Regions from separate parts of the Mus musculus genome. Here all the other regions are linked to region 1. A link is a contact called in public promoter capture Hi-C data. All regions are on one chromosome and are shown on one strand. The core of a region is the stretch at or near the end of the contact, and the rest is flanking DNA. Distances in the headings are between cores, read along the strand shown.

The links. Promoter capture Hi-C pulls out the DNA fragments that hold promoters and counts their contacts.
Region 2: a contact with region 1 is called in a promoter capture Hi-C map of liver, with 11 times the contacts expected there. The contact joins the promoter of Vps26a here to the promoter of Dnajb12 in region 1. A contact is called at or near these places in 3 of 39 promoter capture datasets (liver and pre-B cells) and 1 of 115 datasets of contacts at active chromatin or transcription factors (bone marrow-derived dendritic cells).
Region 3: a contact with region 1 is called in a promoter capture Hi-C map of liver, with 4 times the contacts expected there. The contact joins the promoter of Kifbp here to the promoter of Dnajb12 in region 1. A contact is called at or near these places in 2 of 39 promoter capture datasets (liver and pre-B cells) and 1 of 9 other capture datasets (liver).

What each region holds. Positions count from the first base shown.
Region 1 is chr10:59,877,364-59,881,668 of GRCm38.p6, forward strand. Dnajb12 (DnaJ heat shock protein family (Hsp40) member B12) reads left to right here and starts at 2,220. Exons shown (of 9, transcript NM_019965.3): 1 at 2,220-2,447. The coding sequence starts at 2,315.
Region 2 is chr10:62,484,964-62,489,113 of GRCm38.p6, forward strand. It overlaps Vps26a (VPS26 retromer complex component A), which reads right to left and starts at 1,842. Exons shown (of 9, transcript NM_133672.3): 1 at 1,695-1,842. The coding sequence starts at 1,697.
Region 3 is chr10:62,575,568-62,579,900 of GRCm38.p6, forward strand. It overlaps Kifbp (kinesin family binding protein), which reads right to left and starts at 2,890. Exons shown (of 7, transcript NM_028197.2): 1 at 2,397-2,890. The coding sequence starts at 2,810.

The DNA.
Region 1 (4,305 bases), core at 970-3,469:
CGCTACAGAACACCCCGTGTTAAGAGCACACAGAGCCCCTTGGGAACACACTTGAAACAATTGCATCAAAGATAGAGAAAAAGAGAAGACATGGTCTACATGCTCTTTAAAAGAAGAAAACGCTACAGAACACCCCGTGTTAAGAGCACACAGAGCCCCTTGGGAACACACTTGAAACAATTGCATCACAGTGAACGCAGCGGCTCACACCGCCAGCATCTCTCCGTGCTTATATTGCTTGGCCTCGACATAAAATTTCATCATGTGAAACCTTCCTCCATTAGAAACATCCACTTCACTTGGCCCCTAAGTGACTCATATTTCTTCCTTCACACCACACTTCAGTGTACTCTCCTCTCCTCAAGCCCCTCTCCCTCCGACCCTCTGAGTAATGGAGGGCTCTGTAATCCAGCTCCCCTCTGCTCCGCACTTACATCTTGGTGTATCTAATCCCATGGTTTGCTTTAAAAGCATTCGTGACTGGTAAGACGGCTCAGCAGTTAAGAGCACTAGCTGCTCTTCCAGAGTTCAATATCCAGCAACTACACGGTGGTTCACGACCATCTATGAAGGGATCTAATGCCCTCTTCTGACATGCAGGTGTACATGCAGAGAGGGCATTCGTACATTTAAAAAAATTCACATCCGTTGATAATTTTCAAAATTAGGATTCTGCTCAAGCTTCTTGTTCTGTTATTTTTGTCTTGGTGGAAAGGGGCATTGCTGGGGAATTAAAGCCAGGGTTTTACACCTTCTAAGCATGGTCTCCACCGTCAGCCCTCCCTCCGTCTTCCCTACACCGTATGGTTGCACAATCCCGATTGCCATTCCCATCGCCAATACATCCTCCCTATATCAAACATCTAATATTCAAACTTCTCAGAGGGAGTTCCGACCCAGCTAAGTCTCCATGGCAGTTCTCCCAACACTCACCCCTCCTCTTCCCCTGCCCACCTCCTTTCCAACCCTGCTCCATCCCTCCCTCTACCCCTGTGACTATTTCATTTCCTCTTCTCAGTGAGATTCAAACATCCTTTCCTGGGCTCTTTTTGTTACTTAGCTTCTTTGGGTCTGTGGATTGTAGAATGGTTATCCTGTACTCTATCTATGGCTATAATCTACTTATAAGTGAGATACCATGTTTGTTTTTCTGAGTGTGGATTATCTCACTCGGATGATCTTTTCTAGTTGTGTGTGTGTGTGTGTGTGTGTTTATATGTTTTATATGTTTATGTTATATATTTATGCTTTATATATATGTATATGTGTGTGTATCTGCAACTCGATGAATATATATTCACCGAGTCTCACTTGATTATAACAGCTGCTCTTTAACTTTTGTTTGTGTCTGTTTCTCGAGACAGAGTTTCTCTTTGTACCTTTGGCTGTCCTGGAACTCACTTTGTAGACCAGGTTGGCCTTGAACTCAGAGTCCTTCTGCTTCCCAAGGGCTGGGATTGAAGGCTTACACCACCATCGCATTGCACCCTTTAACATTCATTTGGTTTATTGTAGTTTCTTGTGAAAGACCATAGTGCAAGGGCTAAGAAATAGCCAGGAGATTTAGCCTAGTGGAAGTCATTGGCAACCTTCACTAAGTTGCTGTCACTTAAGTGGGAGGTAGGCTGAGCTGCATCCTGACTGGTGTGACTCTGTAGTGACTCCTGTAAACTCCTCCTTAATCCCCGCAATAACTCACAACGAAAATCCTTATGCGGAGCCTTTCCATCTGTTATTTCCTCCAGTCGAACCACCCTTCCTCCAATCACATGTTCCTGTTTCTTTAGAGTTCAGAGCCTGTAAAATGAGTTTCTGATATATTAAGCTATCTTAAATGGTAGCCCTCCCTTCCATCCCTCTACTTTTCGATATTTGCCTTGACTGTGTCACTATCTGAATGTTTCCGTTTACTTGACTTCTCCCCACCCACGAAAGCTCTGTGAGGACACGGTTTTGTTTTGATACCACTGCCACATCAGACAGCAGCGTCTGACAATCGGTAAACATCTGTACGATTCACAGATAGTCGGACTGGAACGCAGAGGCTACCACCCGAACGTGCGCGCACACTCAACTTCAGCATTTGCGCTCTAGAGCGCCCGCGCGTTCTAGCGCCTCCGAACCGAACGCCCCTTTCTTAGGAGACATACGGTAGGGCTTCCGCCCGGGTTCAACCCTCACTCAAATCCCGGGAAGGAGGGGCGGAGGGTTATGTCATCCTTCCGCGCCGGCCTGCCCCGCGACGCGCCGGCGGCTGGCGCAGCCCTTCGCTCGCCCGGCCTCCCCCTCCCTGGTTCCGTGCTCGGGTTCCGCCATGGAATCCAACAAGGATGAAGCCGAGCGCTGTATCAGCATCGCCCTCAAGGCCATCCAAAGCAACCAGCCCGAGCGGGCGCTGCGCTTCCTGGAGAAGGCGCAGCGGCTCTACCCGACGCCACGAGTCAGCGGTGAGTGGGAGGCGCCGCAGGGACCGAAGGGGGCATTAGCACGGATCGGGGGACCACGGGAACGGACCGACGGGAGCAGTTGGCGGAGGGGGGAGGGGTGGCGAGGCGCGGCTACGCCTGCGCACTGGCGCGCGCGGGTGCTGCTGGGATTCGTAGTCCAGCGGTGCCGCGGTCTCTAGGATGCTGGCCCCCTGGAGACCCCCGAGGGCCCGGCTCCCAACCCCTTCCCAGTGCTTGTGGAGGCCTCTGGAATGTGAGGTTTCTGGGAAGGAGACGCGCTGGGAGACCCGGTGAAGAGGACTCTTGTGGACGCGAAAGCGAACTACTTCTCCCAGAGGGCTGTTCGGTGGCTCAGGGCCACTGGCCGGCCTGGGAAATATTATAGTTCAGGAAAATAAACATAACTATTCTAAGGGAGAATGGGTTCTAGAGAGGGAAGGAATTCATTCGCTCCAATCAGAGAACCCTTAGCGAAATAAGACATTCCAACTCGCAGTCCTTCCTGCAGTCTCTTGAAAGCGGTGTTTCGGAGTGGATGGATTGTTGAAGATCCCAGTGTCAGCCACCCTATCCCACCTTCTTCCTCAGCAAGCCCGGGTGGCGGGTCTTATGGACTGCTACGGCTGCTGAGCTCCAGGTAGCTAATAGCCTAGGTCTGAGACCTCCCAACCCAGGGAGGGAATAGTGATCTTGTCTTCGCTACCCAATCGTCTCACTTTACCTGGTAACCTCCCCCTCATTTTTGCGTTTGTAACCGAAGTGACCAAAGAAAATTTTAATACCAGCTGGGAAGGAGAAAGACACAGGATTTGTTTCTGTGGAGTTAGTAAACTCTCTGACATGTAGCAGACTTTCAGAATTAAGAGACCCACATCTCATCGTGAGCTTGGGTTTCCCCATCTGGAAGTTCAGGAAGTTGGAACAGATAATGTATATAAACAAGAATACCCATAGTGCTTTTCTGTGTAGAAAGTTCTTTCTCGTGTGTTTTGCCACCTGATCCTGTAAAGTCAGGAAGACAGAACACCACCCTTCTATCTTCTCAAGATGAGGAACTAACTCATCGATAAGCGTCTTAGGATGTGACACAGCTAGAAAGTGGAAAACCCTGAGATTCCATACGTGTTTATTAAAATGAAATGAAGACGCAGCAGCCAGCCTCTCACCTTCCCTGCCCAGGTTTGGAGTGCTGACCTTAGAGGCAGCTGCGTTCCTGAACTTTCCTCCCTCCTGACTCTGCAGGTTGATCTTTGGTCTCTTTGCCTCTGCTAGGAGAGAGTTTCGATCTGCTCTGGTAACTGCTTCCCTATGGGATAATTCCCTTTTTATAAGTGGATAGCACCAGGCGGGGTGCAGACTGTCAGAATTCTGATTACTGCTGGTAGCCCAGGAGCAGTTAAGAAAGCTGATGAAATAGAGCTTTAGGGCATGGCAGAGGCCACCTGTGCTAGTTCAGGAATCTAGATAGGATGTCATTGCAGGGCTTGCTCTGTGTGTGTGTGTGTGTGTATTCATGTGTTCATGCTCATGAGCGGATAACTTGGTGGAGTCGGCTGTGTCTATCAAACTCAGGTAGTCAGTCTTGGCAGTAAGTACCTTCGCTGTCTGAGTCATCTCAGAGGCCCACGATTTGGATATTTGTTATATCTCTGATGGATAAAACAAATACCGGGCTGGTGAGATGGCTCAGCGGGTAAGAGCACACTGACTGCTCTTCCAGAGGTCCTGAGTTCAAACCCCAGCAACCACATGGTAGCTCACAACCATCCGTAGTGAGATATGACACCCTCTTCTGGTGTCTAAAGACAGCTGCAATATACTTACACATAATAAATAAAAATCTTTTTAAAAAAAATAA
Region 2 (4,150 bases), core at 592-3,091, 2.6 Mb after region 1:
TAGCAAAACTACACGTGGATACATAAAAATGTAACAAACTCTGTGGGCACCATTTAAGGAAATTTATTAAGTCTGCTTGATGTAAAGAAACAGAACTTGAAGGAAAGGAAAAACATAATCAAAATATATAGGAAAAAAATTTCAGTAAGAAAAAAACTGAACAGAGCTCAGAGGAACCAAAGCTTCCACAATGTATTCACTTGAGCCCACACACAATGAAACAGCAAATTCTCATACATACATGTGTGCCCATACAAAGGCTTTAAAGCTTTACAATTTCGTTTGACAAATACCTTAAAAATAAAAAAAAAAATTGCTCTTAAACTTAACTAGAAGGGCCGGGCGTGGTGGCGCACGCCTTTAATCCCAGCACTCGGGAGGCAGAGGCAGGCGTATTTCTGAGTTCGAGGCCAGCCTGGTCTACAAAGTGAGCTCCAGGACAGCCAGGGCTATACAGAGAAACCCTGTCTCGAAAAACCAAAAAAAAAAAAAAAAAAAAAAAAACTTAACTAGAAGGACTAATTCAACTAAGTAACCAAGAAGAGAGCAATTTAAGCTTTCTTTTCAAATTATAAACAGTGAAAGGAGGACTCCCTAACAGCCTACTAATTCCTTCTTAGTTATTTACAGCAGTTGTAATTTCCACCTTAAACTAATTTATCTAAACAAATGCTTAACTCTCCAGAGTCTGTAAGCTGCAAGGAAGCAAGCAGTTTGCCTTGTTTATCTGTCCCTGGACTCACCCAAAATACTGTTTAAGAAAACGCTCCCTGAATGAACTTCTCCCCCACCCCCCAAACCCTAGAGAAAGCAAATAATTTCTGACTCAAAGTTATTTAATCAAAGCAACGTTTTAAAAATAGACCTGGCTGGCTGGCTTGAGACGAGAAGTTTCAAGCAGTTTATTAAAAGTGGCGAGCTTGGGAAGAGCGGGTAGTATAAGGGGAGCGCACAGTGGGCTCTCATGGAGTATATGCTAAATAACACGAGCCAAAGGAGCTCTAATCTATAGACCGCGGGCGCGTAGTTAAACACTAGCGCGCCCAACGGTGCTTTCCATTAAGTGTGGTTAAGTGCTCTGATTTTCATCCCTGCCTGGGCTCCCAAGACACTGCAACATCCCAAAGTGCTAAGTTATAGAAATCGCTTAGGGAAGGAAGTGAAACCAAGTGCTTAAATCGGCGTCTGGAGATATAAATGAGGGGTCTCGGCTCCGACACCCTCTTGTCTCCCCTCCCTTCCCCTCCTATTCTACAAGTGCCAAAAGCCTCCACCCGAATCAAGAAATCGCAGAATGTCTCCACAACCAGCTTAAAGAAAATAAGCGGACTCTATCGAGCTCGGGACGAGGAAGGTGAGCAGGTCTCGCCAGAGTCCGGAACTGGGAGAGAGGGCACTGACTGTCCTCGGCTACCTTGGAAGGCGAGGCTGCCGAGCTCCGGCTGGGCGGGCTGCGGGTGCCCAGCCAGGGTCCCCACAGCCGGTCGAGGAAGGCGGGCAGAGGCTCCGACATGGCCGGGACAGTGCCGCCGGCCGCAGGTGCTCAGGCCTGGCCGGGAGCGGGCAGCCGTCAGGCCTCACCGCTCCGCGCCCCTTCCCTGCAGGCTCGGCGCCGCGCCCGCCGTTGGGAGTCCCGCCGCGCGCCCCACGGCCCCGCGGGAGACGACCTCGCAGGCAGGCCGCCGCGCACTCACCATTGTCACCGCCGCCGGGTCGCCCACTCCACTCGGCTTTCCCTCAGAAGAACTCCCAGCCTGGGTGCCTGCGCCCCGCCGCCCGTCACGTGACCGTAGGCCATCAGCCGCACGTGACCACTCCTTTTCCTCTTCTCCCTCCCCCCCCCACCCCGCCCCGCTAGAGGCCCCGCCCTGCTAGAGGCCCCGCCCTTCAGGAAGGCCGTTTCGAGGCGGGGCTCCTCCGCCCCGCCTTTCGGTTGAGGGCGTGGTCTGGGTGGGTGACGTCTGGTGGGAGGAGTCAAAGATCTGTCTTCTCAGTCCAGCAACCCTAGAGCTAGTTGTCACGTGACGAGCCGTGCGCTGTCAAACTCCTCCCTCCGGCACGCCCATTTCCTTTTCCCTAGGGAAACTTGGGGGACTCGAGGGTTTGTGCGGGAGGCGTGTCTTTGCGGGCTTGCTGCAGTTCCGACCTTTGCGCCTGATCTGTTTCCCGCCTCAGCCCCGAGAATTGTTGGCCTCCGAAGAGACGGTTAGGGAGAAAAGCTAATCTTTAAAGCACATCCTTTGCAGTCCACGGATAGCTCGTGACGCAGCCTTCCAAGCCGGAGAGGCAGTACTCTCAAATCGGTTCCGCCCTCCTTACCCCCCCTCCCCGGCAACAGCCCTTCCTAAAAGTTTCGCAAGCGTGCAAAACGCAGCTCTCCAACACTCTGATCCAGTCAGTCATTGTAGTGGAGGCCCAGAAAACCTGAGGATAGATGAAATACTACGAAGGCTTAGGAACTGAACCTTTCATTCAGATTTATGGGCGGAGGGGTGTCATCAGCCCTATCATAACGAAACTCAACTTGGGGAGTAGAGTGTCAAGTTGTAAGTCTAAAATATTTAAAGGTTAAAATGAGGCTTCGGTCTCCAATCGCGACAGAATTCAAATACTGGAAATGAGTCTTTTGTTTGTAAGACAGGGGTTCTCATGTACTCATGTAGACTAGGCTAGCCTCAAGTGGAGAGTGAGCACCTCCAAAGTGCCTTCCCAATGCTGTAATTGCAGGAGTCACTGGTGGTTTTATGCATTGCTGCAGATGGAACACTGCACTTCCTTCATGCATGCAGGAGAAATCTGCCTAAAATGATATTATCTGAAAACAAATCTTAAAGATTGCTATGCCAGGGAGCTTTGGAACGAATGGATGTTTGTGTGTATATTTATTGTTGAGACAGGGTCTCACTAGGTGTCCCAGGCTCCTCTGGAATATGCTATGTAGCCCAGGCTGTCAAGAAACACATCTGTCCTCCTTCAGCCTTCCCAATATTGGAGATTACCTGTCATATTTACAGACGGGTAAAATAGTATGGGGACAGAGAAGGGAGTTTAGATCTCAAAATACTATTGATTAAAACCCTGTGATGCAGATGGCTTGGATGAAGGAGCATCACCCACTCTATAAAGAAGGATAAGTCAGGTATAGAGGTTCATAGCTGTAATCCCAGCTCTCCGGAGACAGAAGAAGTAGAAGAATCGCCATGAATTAAAAGACCCCTGGAGATTACACAGTTAGTCCCCTGAATGACCTGGGCTACAGTGTGAGACCTTGTTACAAGGAAACAAAAGAGAGAAACAATTGCGCATAGTCTAAGATCTGAAAGGTTAACTGTGTTTGTTGGTTCTAGCACCATTTGCTCAAAATACTTTCCCCTGTAAACTGCTGTGGTGTGGTATGCTTGTCAAAAATCTATCGATTGGGGCTAGAGAGATGGCTGAGCTAAGTCAAGAGCACTTGCTGGCTACCCCTTCAGAAGCATGAGATTTGATTCCCAGCATCCAAATAGTGGCTCCTTACCAGGGGGATCTGATGCCCTCTTCTGGTCTCCATGAGCATCACATATGCAGGTTTTGTACAGAAGGTCTGCAAAACCTCCATGCACCCAAAGAAAGACTCAAGGAGGTAAAATAAAAACAATACTGGGTCTTCCATTCATGAGCACTGTGCATTTTTCTAATTTTTACCTTTTTTTAGTGTTCTTCACCAGTGTTTCTAATTTCCAGTGTTATACATTTTTATTAAATTTATCTCTAAGTGCCTGTATTTTTTAACACTATTGTAAATAAAACTAAGTTTTTCATTTTTCAGTTCTTCGTTGTGATGTGTGTAACTTTCCTGTATTGACTGTGTACCCTGCAGTCTTCCTAAATTTCTTTGATGATTTGCTCTAGGCTCACACATACACACACACACACACACACACACCTTTTTTAACCTGGGTTTCTTTTTTCCTTTGTGGAGCTGAGGACTGAACCAGAGCCTCATGGATCCCAATCAACCAGCCTACCACTAAGCCACATCCTCGGCTGTCTTCCTGGAATTTCTTGAAATCCTAGATTGAGCATCCTAAATGGATTTTCACTTTCTTTCCTGTCTTCCATCTGTCTCTTGTTGTTTTCCTTTTTCCTTTTCATGTTTCTTTATTCTGGG
Region 3 (4,333 bases), core at 1,640-4,139, 2.7 Mb after region 1:
TCAGAGCTCTAGCTGCCTCAGTTTCCCGGGTGCTGTGATTAAAGGAGTGGGCCACTTGCCCTGGCTCTATGCATCTTAGCATAACATTTACCTTATACTTACTTTTCTTGTTTGTTGAACTGAGCTCTTAGGTACACCATTACTACATATGCAAACAACACTACTTAGTTATTTTTAAGTTTTAGTTATTATGTTAGTGTATGGGTATTTTGCCTACATGTGTGTCTGCGGAACACATGTATGCAGTACTGTGGAGGCCAGAGAGAGTATAGGATCTGCTGGAGTTACAGGTGGCTGTGAGCCTTCATACGGGTGCTGGAATCCAAGCCTTAACCTTTGGAAGAGCAGCCAGTGCTCTGAAGCACTCTAGCCCTCCATGAGGTACTCTTACTTTAGGTGCACCAAGATGTCAAGCATGCATTTGAAAATCAATAAAATACAGTATACACTGCAGATACCCTTTCAAAAAGCTGCATGTTAATATCCATCCATTTTGTGTGTACCTACATATACTGAGGTGTGTATATGGAGGATTACAAATGGAGTCCATTCTCTCCTTTTAACATACGGGTCCTAGAAATGAAACTCAAGTTGCCAGGGCAAGCGAAGAGTGCCTTTACCCCAGGCCACCTCTCCAAGACCTCAAAAGGTTTTAAACTTCTTTAAAAAACAAAACAAAACTTGACTTTTCTGTTGCTGTTCCAAAATACCCTGACAAAAATCAACTTTTAAAATAAGGATTTATTTGCTCTCAGTTTGGAGAGATTGTTGTGTTGTGGAAGGAGCACAGTGTGGCCGGGGTGACTGAATCCACACTCAGTAGAGGGAAATGTCGGCACTTGCTGGTATTACCCAAGGGAGGCAGCCACTCACATTCACAGTTTAACCTCTTTGGAAACACCCTCCCAGATGACAAGGGGCATCTCTTGATTGATTCCAAATCCAGTCAACACAGGGTTAAAGCTTAATTTAGGAATCAATGAAGAAGGTTACTTTATTCTTTTTCCCTTTGGTTTTCTGAAACAAGATTTTTTTCCCTGTGTAGCCCTGGCTGTCCTGAAAGTCACGATGTAGACCAGCCTGGCCTCAAACTCAGAAATCCTCCTGCCTCAATTTCTGGGATTAAAGGCGTGCACCACCATCACACTGAAGTGTTGCTTGAACTGAACCCCTTACTAATGTCTTTAGCTCCCAAACAAACATGGAAAATATCCCTATCTGTGCCACCTGCTGGAGCTGTGAGCAAAAGGGACAGGCAGTGCCTGTTAGTATTTGGCTTTTAATTTTATTGAGCCATCATAAAAGAATATGGCATACCATTTTCTTCTAAGTTTTGAGACTTTCCTGAAAGGCCTACCTACCCAACAATCAAGCTTAGTAAATATTCCCTGGTACACATATCTGGACTGGAGGATGAAACCATCTATAACCCTAAGAAAGTAACCTGGCACAACAGAGTCCGACATTATCTGTCTTTTTTCCCCCATAGTGTGGAGATGAAACCTGGAGCACTAGGTAAATGCTGTACCACTGAGCTACACCCAAGGGCCTGGAAAACTCTACCCACTATTTGAATTTTGAAATGTTATGTTCTCCAGAGCAGAAAGTCGCACTTGCTGCTTATAAAAATGTAAAGGATGGAAGGTGAGATCAGTTTGGACCAGATAGAGTTAGTCCAAACAAGAGTTCCGATAACCTCAGCAGGGAGGCTGAGGTGGGGGGATCATGGGTTAAAGGCAGCCTGGGCTACAAGACTCTGAAAGGAAAAGGGGGAGGGGGTCCTAGCACTCAGGAGGTGAAGACAGTCGAAGTTAAGCATTGCAGACACAAATGGATGTCTAAACACAAACAAAAAATAAAAAGTTATTAAAAGGTTGTCGAGACAGTTTAAGGAAAAGGTACGAATTCCTTGCTGAGCAAACAAGATGAATGTGGTAAAGAATAAAGTTTTAAGATTTTGGCCATTAACAACAACAACATTTAAGATTGGATCATTCTTGCGATCCCTTGTCCTGTTCATTCCATTCGAATCCCGTTGGATTATTTCTTCACAGAATGAAACTAAGCTTGTCATTGGGTTGGGAGGCGCTGATTCGGACGCTTAGGTTTTCTGCCCAGGATTACGGAAAGTAGCAAGTGAGGCTGGAGTAGGCGGCGAGAACTCAGAGGGAGTTGGTAGGCAGATGGAGGGTAGGTGTTATGACAAATTAAAAGGGACTAAACTTCGCTATGAAACCCAGGCTAGCCAAGAACCCAAAGCAATCCTCCTGCCGCAGCCTCCCTAGTACTGGAATTTCAGGCCGGGTGTTGTGCAATGCTGGGGACTGAACCAACTGAGAGACGTGCGCAGCCAGGAGGAGCGTTTTGGATGCAGAACTCCCGCCTCAGCATCTCACCTGCGCCTGGATGTAGAGAGACACACAGCCGAGCGACAGGCGGTAGGGGCGCAGCAACGACAGGCACCTGACCAGATGCTCCTCGCCGGCAGACAGTTCCTCCGTGTCGATGTGGTTCACACCAAGGTGGAACTCGACCACCGCGAGGCGCAGCGCCCGCTGCGCTCCGGGGCCCTCAGCCTCCCGGGGCTCACCCGCGCCCAAGGCCTGGTCGCCCGGCCCATCGTCAGCAGCCGGCTCGTCCTCGTCCTCGGGCGCCGGGCCCAGCAGCGCGCGCACCTCCTCCAACAGCGCGCGCGCGCCGTACTTGGACTTGTACGGCTCCTTCTCCGGGTTCTTGTGCAGCTCCACCCGCGACAGGGCCAGCGCTGCCTGGAACTTCTCGCGGATCTCTGGCCCCGGAGCGTTCGCCATCGCGGCCTGAGCTGACGGCCGCCTCCCCGTCCGTGGACCAGCAGCCACTGGAGGCCTCCGCGTTGCGACACTTCATTTACGACGTGTCGTGACTGTGGAGCGCCGACCAATGAAGTCGGTAGAGGGGAGCGCTAGACGCTCGGCAGCAGCCAATGGGAGGATGTTCTGGTCGCCACAACAGCCGTCGTCAAGGAAACGAAGCTGTCAGGGAATACAGAGCCTTCCGCTGCTACCCTTGAGCAGTATGGCTTCTCCTGCTTCATCCCAAAATGTAGTTTATACAAAAATGTTCAGAATCAGAATGATTCTTAGGGGTAAGGTACTAGCCTATCGTAAAGTCAATCCCTAGCTTAAATGAAATTTAACACTAACATCTTTCGATAACTGCTCAAGTTCATAGGCAAGAATCTTTCACCACTAATGTATTACGCTATCACAGTTAAAAATTATAGTTGTAGGAAACTACAACCCAGGTACCCAGGTCTCAGGGATCAAATTCAGATCCTCAGGCTCAGCCTCCGCAGCCTTTACTTACTAGAGCCACCTCACACCACCACCGCCCAGTCCCTGAAAATTCTATAAAGGCTCTGAGCTAGGCATGGTGCCAATTATCTGCAGGCTGACACAGGGGCCAGTGTTGATATGTATTGTAATGCTAAATTCTGTAGCCTATGATTAAATTCTCATGCTTACCAGCTTTTGTTGTACAAACTTTATTCCTTAATTTAAAACTTAATTTGGTTAAATAAAAATGGCTACAGCTAGCCGGGCGTGGTGGCGCACGCCTTTAATCCCAGCACTCGGGAGGCAGAGGCAGGCGGATTTCTGAGTTCGAGGCCAGCCTGGTCTACAAAGTGAGCTCCAGGACAGCCAGGGCTATACAGAGAAACCCTGTCTCGAAAAACCAAAAAAAAAAAAAAAAAAAAAAAATGGCTACAGCTGCCGGGCGTGGTGGCACACGCTTTTAATCCCAGCACTGGGGAGGCAGAAGCAGGCGGATTTCTGAGTACAAGGCTAGCCTGGTCTACAAAGTTCAGGACAGCCAGGGCTACACAGAAATCCTGTCTCGAAATAACAAAAACAAACAACAAAGGCTACAGCTAATAACTGCAGGGATCAGAGGTAGGTGGGTTTCCTTGTTGAGCATTGGAGAGAGTAGAACAAGAGCCAGGAGAGATGGACCATGAGCACACGGCAGGAGAAACAGCAATTACTTGGGGGAACACTGCTGGGAAAGAAGCCAGGTCAGCAGTTGGAAAAATAGATTAGAGATTATCCCCCAGTAATTGTCAAAGCCAAATAAAATAACCATAGTGTGAGTCTCACTTATTTGTAAGCTGGTCAGGGATAAGCTCAGAATTGGTTGTGCTACAAGTCTACATAGTTCCAAGACAGCCAGAGATACACAGTGAGATCTGTCTTGAAAACATTTATTAAATGTAAAATTATTTTAAGTCTTAAAATGTATGTACATACATATTGAAAGGTAAACATAGGATGTTAGGGGAAGAGAGCAATTCACA